Linked DNA regions of Gossypium arboreum: region 1 is linked to region 2. The links are chromatin contacts, called in public Hi-C maps. All regions are on one chromosome and are shown on one strand. Each heading gives the region's core, a stretch centred on a gene start, on an enhancer-like site or on the middle of the called end of the contact. The rest is flanking DNA. Distances are from core to core; before and after follow the strand shown.

What was found. A called contact is a pair of places that touch in the nucleus more often than the background predicts.
Region 1: a Hi-C map of leaf shows a contact between it and region 2, with 2.3 times the contacts expected there. The contact joins the promoter of LOC108450442 here to the promoter of LOC108450785 in region 2. A contact is called at or near these places in 2 of 5 Hi-C or Micro-C datasets (both in leaf).

What each region holds. Positions count from the first base shown.
Region 1 is chr11:31,825,798-31,830,810 of ASM2569848v2, reverse strand. It overlaps LOC108450442, which reads left to right and starts at 2,421. Exons shown (of 12, transcript XM_017748070.2): 1 at 2,421-2,979; 2 at 3,105-3,206; 3 at 4,115-4,195; 4 at 4,287-4,396; 5 at 4,501-4,636; 6 at 4,790-4,888. The coding sequence starts at 2,704.
Region 2 is chr11:31,688,823-31,693,799 of ASM2569848v2, reverse strand. LOC108450785 reads left to right here and starts at 3,582. Exons shown (of 6, transcript XM_017748551.2): 1 at 3,582-3,924; 2 at 4,475-4,719; 3 at 4,809-4,977. The coding sequence starts at 3,784. LOC128284206 (a long non-coding RNA gene) reads left to right here. Exons shown (of 2, transcript XR_008274575.1): 2 at 1,078-1,202.

The DNA of each region.
Region 1 (5,013 bases), core at 1,172-3,671, 140 kb before region 2:
TATCGTTTTTTACTTTTACATTCTACATTTTTTTGAAACTTCTTTGATGTATCTACCTAGCCCTTAATATTTGTGAGCCGACGTCTAAATTTGCGCATTAATTCAAGGACCAAGAAAGGGTAAACAACTTTTATTTTCAGCTCAAGGTTTCATACTAAGGCTCATCAAAAAGCGAATTAGGCTTAAATATCAGTACTAGGGTATAAATGCATATGGTTAGCTTTTTGGCACTATTTTTTACCAAACAATGCATTAAGTCATCCCTAGGCACCTCAATATTCATAGATTCAATCATAGAAGTTATAAAATTATAACTTCCTACAATTCAAACAACATACCTGTTTCCCGATGTATTCATTCATCATTTGGTACACTCTATCAATTTTTACCTATTTACAGTGTAATAGAATGAACTAACTAGTCTAGATTTTAACAACCTAGAATATCTTACTATCATGTTAAATTTACAAGTTCTATGCAACCAATCCTATTAACATGCTGTTAACCAATCACTTGCAGTACTGCCAGTTCAAGCACAATGCACACAAAAGAAAAAAAAATTCAACAAAAAAAACAATAAAAATAAATAAAAACAATTGCACATAAAACTAAAAAGTTTTTATGTAACTCCCATCACTTTTGATTGCACATTGTCCGTATGTGCTCCCACTATAGATAAGAGATAGAACTACTTTTTTTTAATGGTATAGTGAAGTGTAGTTGGATCGTTCTCCTCTTGTATGTTTAGGTCGATAATCTTGTGCATTCTTTAGATGGGTTGCTGATCGCCGCTAAACGTGCAAACGTTTGGACAGAAAATATTGTAGCAAAAGGTATAGAAATAAAATAGCGGTGTCCGCAGAGTAGGAAATGTCTATTTCGATAATTTGTTAAGTGTCAAGATGTAATACTCAAGATATGGACCCAATTATTCAGGTCAAGTTGAGACTTAAATTGTGTGTATAGGTTTCAATAATTAGTTCTTCGTCCTAATTATATAAATACAAAACACAATCAAAATACTAAATAAATTTCAAAAACTTAATAATGCTATTAACAAAATAAAAAATATAATAATATTCTCATATCATCGTAATTGGACATTGGATATGTGTTTATGATCCATGTAAATTAGTGTCATTGACATTTTTAAAACACATAACGTTTATCAAATTAATTTATGCAATATAAAAATTTAATTTAATGAATAAAAAATTAAATTTTATAACATTATTAAAATACCATTAAATTAATAATTTATTTGACATAAAAATATTGTTAAATCGTATAATATAATTTGGCCCTATTATTAAACCTATTGTTACTTGAGATATTTGAGATGATAAAATTACATTATGTTACTTGAGATATTTGAAATTATTAAAATTAAACAAAGGCATGAAATTACTAATATCTTGTAACAAAAGAAAATATATTTTAGATTTTATTTAGATTGAAATAGAAAATTGAGAGGAAGATGATTTTGAGAATAAAATTAGAATTTGGATTTGATGAAATTAAGTGAGAAAGAATTGAAATGCAAAGGGTTTATATAGGGATGGAGGGAGGGTTAGTCGTTAGGTTATTTAACTTTTTTTTTTTAAATTACATATTTATTTTATCATTGATTCAATAGTTTCTAGATTTTCTAATCGATAAGATCTAATGATTCTAGCTTAATATTTTTTTTTTCTAAATGTTTTGTAGAGCGTTGGTGTCATGTAGGCAAAAACACGCCCTATTGAATGTGATTTCAATGAAAATGTGTTTAACATAATGCATTTTTACTTACGCGAGAGTTACGTCTTGCAAAGTTGGCCTAAATTCTTAATTTTTCTCAAAAATAGTCTCAATTCCTTAATTTTTATTTTAAATCAACATTTTCCCCTAATTTTGCCCTTAATTTTTACTTTAAATCAACATTTTCCTTAATTTTTCCGAACTATCAGTTTATGTATGGTGAAAATTTCTTTGTTGAAAAATTTTAGGTTAAAAATGCAATAAGTTTTATATTCTTATAAATTTGACATTTAGTCTTTTAAGTAGAAATTTATTCTTTTTACTTTTTTAAGATTTTAAAATCTATATCTAACTTTTAACATTATTAAAATTATTTTGTTAAATTCAACCCCATTATAAAATAATTTTTAATTACATGGTTAACAACTAATTATTATTTTTATTTCAAAATTTCAGAATAACAAATTTGATAAAAAATTTAACAATATTAACAATTAAACTGAAATTTCAAAATTTGAAAAATAGAAAGATTATATTGTTAAAAATAAAAGTATAAAATCTAAAATCTAAAATCTAAATTTATTAAGTGTATATAAACTTATAATACATTTTAATCAAAATTTTAATTTCAAAATATAAAGAAAGGAAAATGGAAAAACAATCCGGGATTCATAAAAGATAATATCCACGCGACGTGCAGTTTCAAATACCGGAGATAACACTAGTAAAACTAATAGAAAGAAAGAAAATAACAGCCACATGGCTCCTATATAACCCCCAAATTCCAGTTTTTCAACCTCTTATCCGCCGCCATTATTGCTTCATGGGGGATTTTGCTCTTTTCCTTTTCCAAATCCACACACAAGAAGATTGAAAAAACAAACAGAATCAGCAATTTTAACATTTTACACTTTTTCTATTCTCTCTCAAAAAACTTTTCCCCAGAAAATTAACCAAACACACATGGACTCTTCCCCTGTCAACTGGGAAGCACTCGACGCTCTCATCATCGATTTCGCCAAATCAGAAAACTTGATCGAGGACTCTTCCCCACCCTCTTCGCCTTCTCTCTCCTCTTCCCCTTCCCTCTCTTCCTCTTCTTATCATTCCAGGTTAATCATTCGCCAGATCAGACGCTCTTTAGAGGCCGGTGACGTTGACGCCGCCATCGATCTCTTCCGAGTTCATGCTCCTTTTGTCCTGGAAGATCATCGCCTTCTCTTTCGGTTACAGAAACAGGTTAATCTCCTACTCCTCTCTTATTATTTTTTATTAATTAGAATGTGCTTTAGCTGTAATTAGTTCCTTCGTTTTTGGAGTTTTAAATTTTACATCTTTGATTGAAGTTTTGTTTTCTTTTGAAGAAATTTATTGAATTATTGAGGGAAGGAACTACGGAGGATCGTGGCCCTGCAATTGATTACTTAAGGACGTTTCTTGCTCCTTGTGCTCTCAATGCCTATCCAGTAATGTCATCTTCCTTTGTTTTTTTTTTCGTTTTTTTTTTGCCTTTTAATTTAATATTTGGACGCCTAAGATACTACTTTTTTTTTTCTTTTTTTCTTTTTTTCTTTTTTAAATTTGAGGAACCTTGATTTAGTATTATTCTTTTATTCATCGCCGTTTTTATTTGAATTAATTAAGAGGAATAGTATGATACATGCAAGGTGTGGTCTTTAAAGTTTCATTGTAGTGAAGGGCATCTTATTGTCAGCTAAAGTGCTTTGTATATTTTCTTAATCCTTAATCTGGTTTGAAAAGATTGTGCTATTCTTCTGATGTGGGTCTTTTATTTGATTCTGGTAAATAATGGAGATAGAGTATAGGGAGTTACGGTGCTGGTGTGATGTTGGGAATTCCATTTTGAAGTGGAATTTTAAAAATATGAAAAGGGAACCTTTTAGCAGCTGCGGTAATTGTCTTCCTGTCACCCTATATGCTCGTGTTCTACGAAATTCTTAATTGAGATTTGGAGGAGGTTTGATTTTTTTCAAACCTTCAGAGACTAGACATTATAACTGGAAAATGAACTTCCCAGATACGTGTCAATGTTATTGACCATATAGAACGTGCATAAATTTAAAAGCTAGTCATTTGGATAAGGTGATCCAATCTTAGACTTGGAGTGCTGTTGGGGTTTTAGAGTTGACTTACAATCAAGGATAAGGAGAATCAAATCTCTGAAATGTTTTTCAACTTAAAGTACAGTTACTTGGTGACATTTTTGGGGTGGATTTGGCGGTCTGACTGCTGCTTATAGTACTTTTATAGAATCAATTTAATGCCTGTATAACATGCCTAAAAGACGATTGATCAATTGAAATATATTCTGTTCACTTGGGAGTTCTGATAGATTTTTGCATCTGTATTTAAGGAAGCATATGAGGAATTCAAGCATGTTCTTCTTGCCTTTATATATGACAAGGATGATCAGACTTCCCCAGTGGCAAATGAGGTGAGTTGGAATTTGTTCCCATGGTAAATCTTACTATGATTGGTGAGAAAAGGAGTATTGTGCTTACAAGAAATTGTTATAATGTGCACAGTGGGCTGAGAAGAGGAGGTATGAGATTGCTGGATTAATGTCTTCTGTTTTAAGAGCCCATTTACATGCATATAATCCAATCTTTTCAATGACCTTGAGATATTTGATAAGGTACACAGCAACTCTCAATAGATATAATCTCATGGGATACTTTCTGTGAGATAGTGTGCTTATATTGATTTTGATAAGTTTACAATGGTTTCCTACATTTTCAGCATTCATAAAGGATTTTGCTTTCGACAAGGAATTTTATCACCTATTTCAGATCTTACTGAGAGATTGCTACTTGAGGAACGTGATCCTCCTGCAATACCTCAAGAGAGTTTGTATGAGGCACAACCATTTGATGAGGTGCAGTTTTCTTATCTAGGGCGTTTTTACTTGTTTCTTGAGGATAAAATGACTTGTATTTTCAAATGGGTTGATGCATGAATTTTCTGTATTATGTGTTCTGCCAGTTCACATGGATGCCTTCTATATTTCTGTGTTGATTTTGAAATCCAGGTGGATATACAAGCACTTGCGCATGCTGTAGAGCTTACAAGACAAGGGGCTATTGATAGCTTGAGATTTGCCAAGGGGGATTTGTTTCAGGCATTTCAGGTTTTTGAAACATTTACGAATCTAATCCCTCCCTCATAATTCTTATTTTTTTGAAGTTGGATTTTGCATTGTCTCTGTACTTTTAAAGTTCAATCAAATATGATAACTGTTTTATTTAATAAATC
Region 2 (4,977 bases), core at 2,333-4,832:
GCCCAGCCCGAAAAATGGGCATAAATTTTTACCTAAGTCTTACTCGGATAAAAATGTTAAAACTCGAGCTTGACCCGGCCCATATTAATTTTATTTTTTATATAAAAGTTTTAAAAATACAATACATACTCTAAAAATATTAAAATAAATATTTCCCAACAAATAAAAAATAAATTAAAAAAGTCTTTATACTAAAATAGTAGTAAAATTGACAATAAAATAAGTATTATACAATATTCAAACATTAGCAACAAAATAATAGCAATATAATAGTAAAATGATAGCAAAATAGTGACAAAAAATGGGAAAACACAGTAAAATATGAAAAAATAGCAGCAAAAACAATAGTGTTTTTTTTTTAAAATTTAGGGCGTCTTGGGCCAAAAAAACCTTACATGAGGCCCGATTCGTTTTCTAAATGAGCCTTATTTTTTTGCTCAATTTCATTTTTTGAGCCTATATTTTTGCCTAAATCTTCCCATTTTTCGTGCAAGTTGGAAACTCGAGTTCATTGATTTCTCACCATAAAATATGTTTAAACATAACTTTTTTCAAAATTAGTTAATGAAGTTTTAGTTGTATTAGTAAATGTTAATATTTTGAGCTTGCAGTGTTTAAGTTTAAAGTTTAGTGTACACATTTATGTATGTGTGGGTTTTAATCTAATTTTTTTATCCAAATTCACACATATATATTTTTTGAGCATAGATTCACATATATTTTGATTAATTAATCCATTGTGCATATGAAAGTTTAATTTTAAAAGTAATTATACAAATATATTTATTGTATTGTAATTCTTTTGTACATTGCATGGTGTGAATCTAATTGTAGTTGTAATTACAAATTGTTATTTTCCTCCTAAAATCTTCCTCAAAATTAGAGAATAGAAAATTGATCTCATTTATACTAAAAATTGAAAAATAAGGTATGCCAATTTAAGAAGTCGGGAATTAAAGTATTTTAGACTAAAATTGTTAGTTATTATCACCATAGAAAATTGCCATTGATTTTGAATTTGTGATTAATTTAATAATGGTGGTTTTGTTTGTTACAATGTCAATTGAAATTTGTGAGGATGGAGGAAAGGGGGCCCTAATTCAAGCGAATGATGCTTAAGTGTTTGGTGGCGGAGACTTACACGCCTTTTTCCGATCAATAATTTAATTATGGCCGCAAACGGCACGCAGCCGCTACTAAAATTTTGAGCTTTTCAATCTGTCTCCTACTTTACATGAAAAAAAATTACCAGCAAACATTCTCATCAATGTTAAATATGCTTTTAAGTTGGGTAAATGTATTATGCATATTTTCGTATTAAAAGTTACATCATATTTTATCTTTTTATTTATAAAATAAAATAAAATTAATTCTTGTATATTAGATCAAAGAGTAAATATTTTTTGTTAAAAATTCACCAATTTTACTATTAAAAATGGCCTATGTACGTCAACATGGGGTAAACATAATGTGTCACGTATAATTATTTGGTCATTCGATCAACCGTATCGGTTTATAACAATAGGAATGAATGAATTAATTTAATAAAACAGTCCGTTTGCTATTCGCTTTTAAATAAAAAATTAAAATATAATTTAACTTTTAATACTTGAATATCCATATTATTTTTATAATAGTATGGTACAAACGGGCTAGTATGAGCTAGCCCCTAAAATAACAAAAATCATATTGAACTTTTTATATTTTATAAAATTTAAATTAGTAAATAGTCAATTTATACTTTAATCTCTTAAATTTGATAAAATTTAATTTAATACTTTAACTTTTATAAAATATAAATTAATATAATAATAAAACTATATTTTACTCTCATAAAAATATATATGTTTTACAAAAATAATTTCTAGCTTGTCACGTGAAGTTGTATGGAGCCTCACACAAACGAAAAACCCAAAGTTTTGAATTCAAAAATCTTAAGGTATAATATCTCCCCAAATCCCTATACTCTTTAAAATTTAAAATTTATCCAAGTGAGTTAAACCAAGTGTTTGGTTAGTGGAATTTGATTGATACAGTGTCCAACACCATAACACGTGCCAAATAGATTATGGTATCATAAATTGAGATTAGAAATCAAAGTCAAACAAGAGGTGGATTTGTTTAAAATAGATTCCTTGAAGCATTTATTTCCCATAAATGCTAATCTCATTATTTTACACTACTACATTGGAACACCCCCTTCATTTTCAATTTCACCCCTTCTCCATTGTCTTCTACTTATCTATGAAGAGGGTGACACTGTTAAATTCATTTTATCTATTTAATTTAATTTGACATTTTATGAAAGTTGAACAAATTTGTTCCAAGTGAAGTAAAAATGTCACAATTTGGGTCTTAACTAAAAAATAGAAAAATCATAGGCACAATTTTAAGTGAAAATTATAGCTAATAACTAAGTCTTGTTTGATAAATTGAAAATGTTTAGTATATAGTTCCATTATAAAACTGTCTGTTATGTTAATAAAAATAAAGTATGGAATATATTTATATTGTTAATAAAATATTTAATTTTTAAAAATGATTTATTTCATAATTTTAATCTTACTAATATGATATTTATATTATTTTTGATAGTTTTGAAAAAAAATTAATATAATAATTTGAAATTTTCATTTTCTAAAAGGAATATTTCTTTTTTAACAAAATATTTTGAATATTTTTTTAAAAATAAAATCAACTTCTTCTTTTTTCAATTTAGATAATTATTTTATTCAATTAAAATTTGAATTAATTGAAACTTTATTAAGAGTTAAATAATGATTTATCAAAAACAGAGTTAATCTAGAAAAATTCACACTAATCACAATATCACAATTTTTAACTATTATAATAAGTATATTACTCTTAGCAATCAAGAAAATTGAGAATTTTTTTAAAAAAATTGTTTTGGCTTTAACTCGAAAAGCTACACTAATTTATTTGATTCTTTAAAAGTAGTACCTACGATTATATTCAATAGTTAAGTTTCAAAATTGTGCACACAAAAATATTGAATTATAATAAACTATTTAAATTATTTATTCAAAATGATTCAAAAACTATAACAAATCAACTTTATAATTTGAAATTTGAATCAAATTTTTTAAAATATAATTCTTATTATTATTCATACTTCAAATTCTTAAATTAAAAATATTATGTACTTTAAATATGTAACAATGATATGAATATACAATAATGTCTATTGAACTAAAATTTAATAAATCGGAAAATTAATCATGAATGAAATGAAATCTTGGTGGTATAAGAAGAATGTGATGCATGGTTTGATGAAGACAATTTCTATATTTGTTTTATCCACAAAATCGTCGCTGGGTTAAATTTGGTTTGAGATTTGAGTAATTAGTTCATAAAAGAAGAAGCAATCACTTCCTTCCTTCCTTCCACTTGACACGGCCGTACGCTTTTAGATTTGTGAAATAGGGCCAGGGCCGCCTTTACCTTGACTAGCTCTTTGGCGTTTTTGCACAAACTAATGTACATAGCTGTACCAATCATAAACAACAAAAATATATGATTTTAGATTCATTTAAAAAACACTAAGAAAACAAGGCTTATATATTTGTTTTCCTTTCGTGTCATAGTTTTCCACGAGGCAAAAGAGGAAAATAGAAGGCTCAACTTTGCTCCACTGTTTACTTCACAAGGATTTTGCCTCCTCTTTGGCTACTTCTTCTTCCTTTCTTTGGTTTTAGCCCCCTTCTTGGCATTGTTTTAATAGCAGCTGAGAAAACAAAGGCAAATACAATATGGATAATTCCAATGAAGCCTCCTCTTTTTCTTCGGCTTTGTGAATATATATATTTACACACTTTAATCTCTTGTTTTCATTTTTACTTTCTGGGGTTGCTTCACCTTCTGCCAAACACATCTATGGCTGAATACGTCTGTTTGTTTCACAAGGTACCCTTTATTTTTTCACTTCATTTTGCTGTCTGGGTTCTTTTCTTTGCTGGGTTTGTACTTGGTTTTCTTTTGTGACGCTTAAAAATGACTCAAATTTCTGTTGAATGGCCCTGGATTGTGTCGAATGATGCCAAAGCTCAAATTTTTCGAGAAAAAGTATTTTGATTTTCCTTGATTCCCTGCTCAAACATTTTCATTTTGTTAAGTTAGTAGTTCCGTCTTTGTAAACAATATATTGCTGGGTTTGAAGGATAATTTGTGTTTGCATGTTTGGATCTGGGTTTTTCTCCACTTGTTCTTGAACCAACATTGTATTATTTTTTTTGTTTCTGTTTTAGGACTCTGATCAAACTATTAAAATGGGTTTTAAGTTTTAACTTTCTCTTCTATTTCCCTTTTTCTTTTACAGAGGGCACCTTTACTTTTTTTTAGCTTGCCTAGTTACACCAGTTTGAAATATATCTCAGAACAATTCCTCTTTACTTTGCTACTAAAAGTGTTTGCTTGTATGTCAAAATCTTAATATTTTTCCTCCTTTTCTATGCAGGAGACAGTAATTGTAAAGTCTCCCAAGAAGTCTCCAGTGTTCTTAAGGACAATAGTTTTATTGTTTGGTATTGTGTGTGGTATTTATATCTGTACAGTCTGTTTAAGGCAGATAAATACAGTTAGCAAGATCAAAACTCAGAACCTCCAACTCATTGAGAGTCCATCTCCAGATAGGAACATTCTTGTACAATTAGAAGCTCGAATTCCTACCTTGCATTACCCTAAGCCTCAAACTTTTAGCAGGTAAACATGTATACTTCCATTTGGAGTTTTTTTTTTCTCTTCTTTTTAGTTAAATTATCTTAAGATTTTGGTTTTTAATACTTTGGTAGGGGTGAATGCATACAAAATCCGGTACGATTCTTTGCCATATTGTCGATGCAAAGGTCAGGAAGTGGATGGTTTGAGACTTTGCTAAATAGTCATATTAATATAAGCTCAAATGGGGAGATATTCTGTGCAATGGATAGGAGGAAAAACATTTCAACAATTATGCAGACT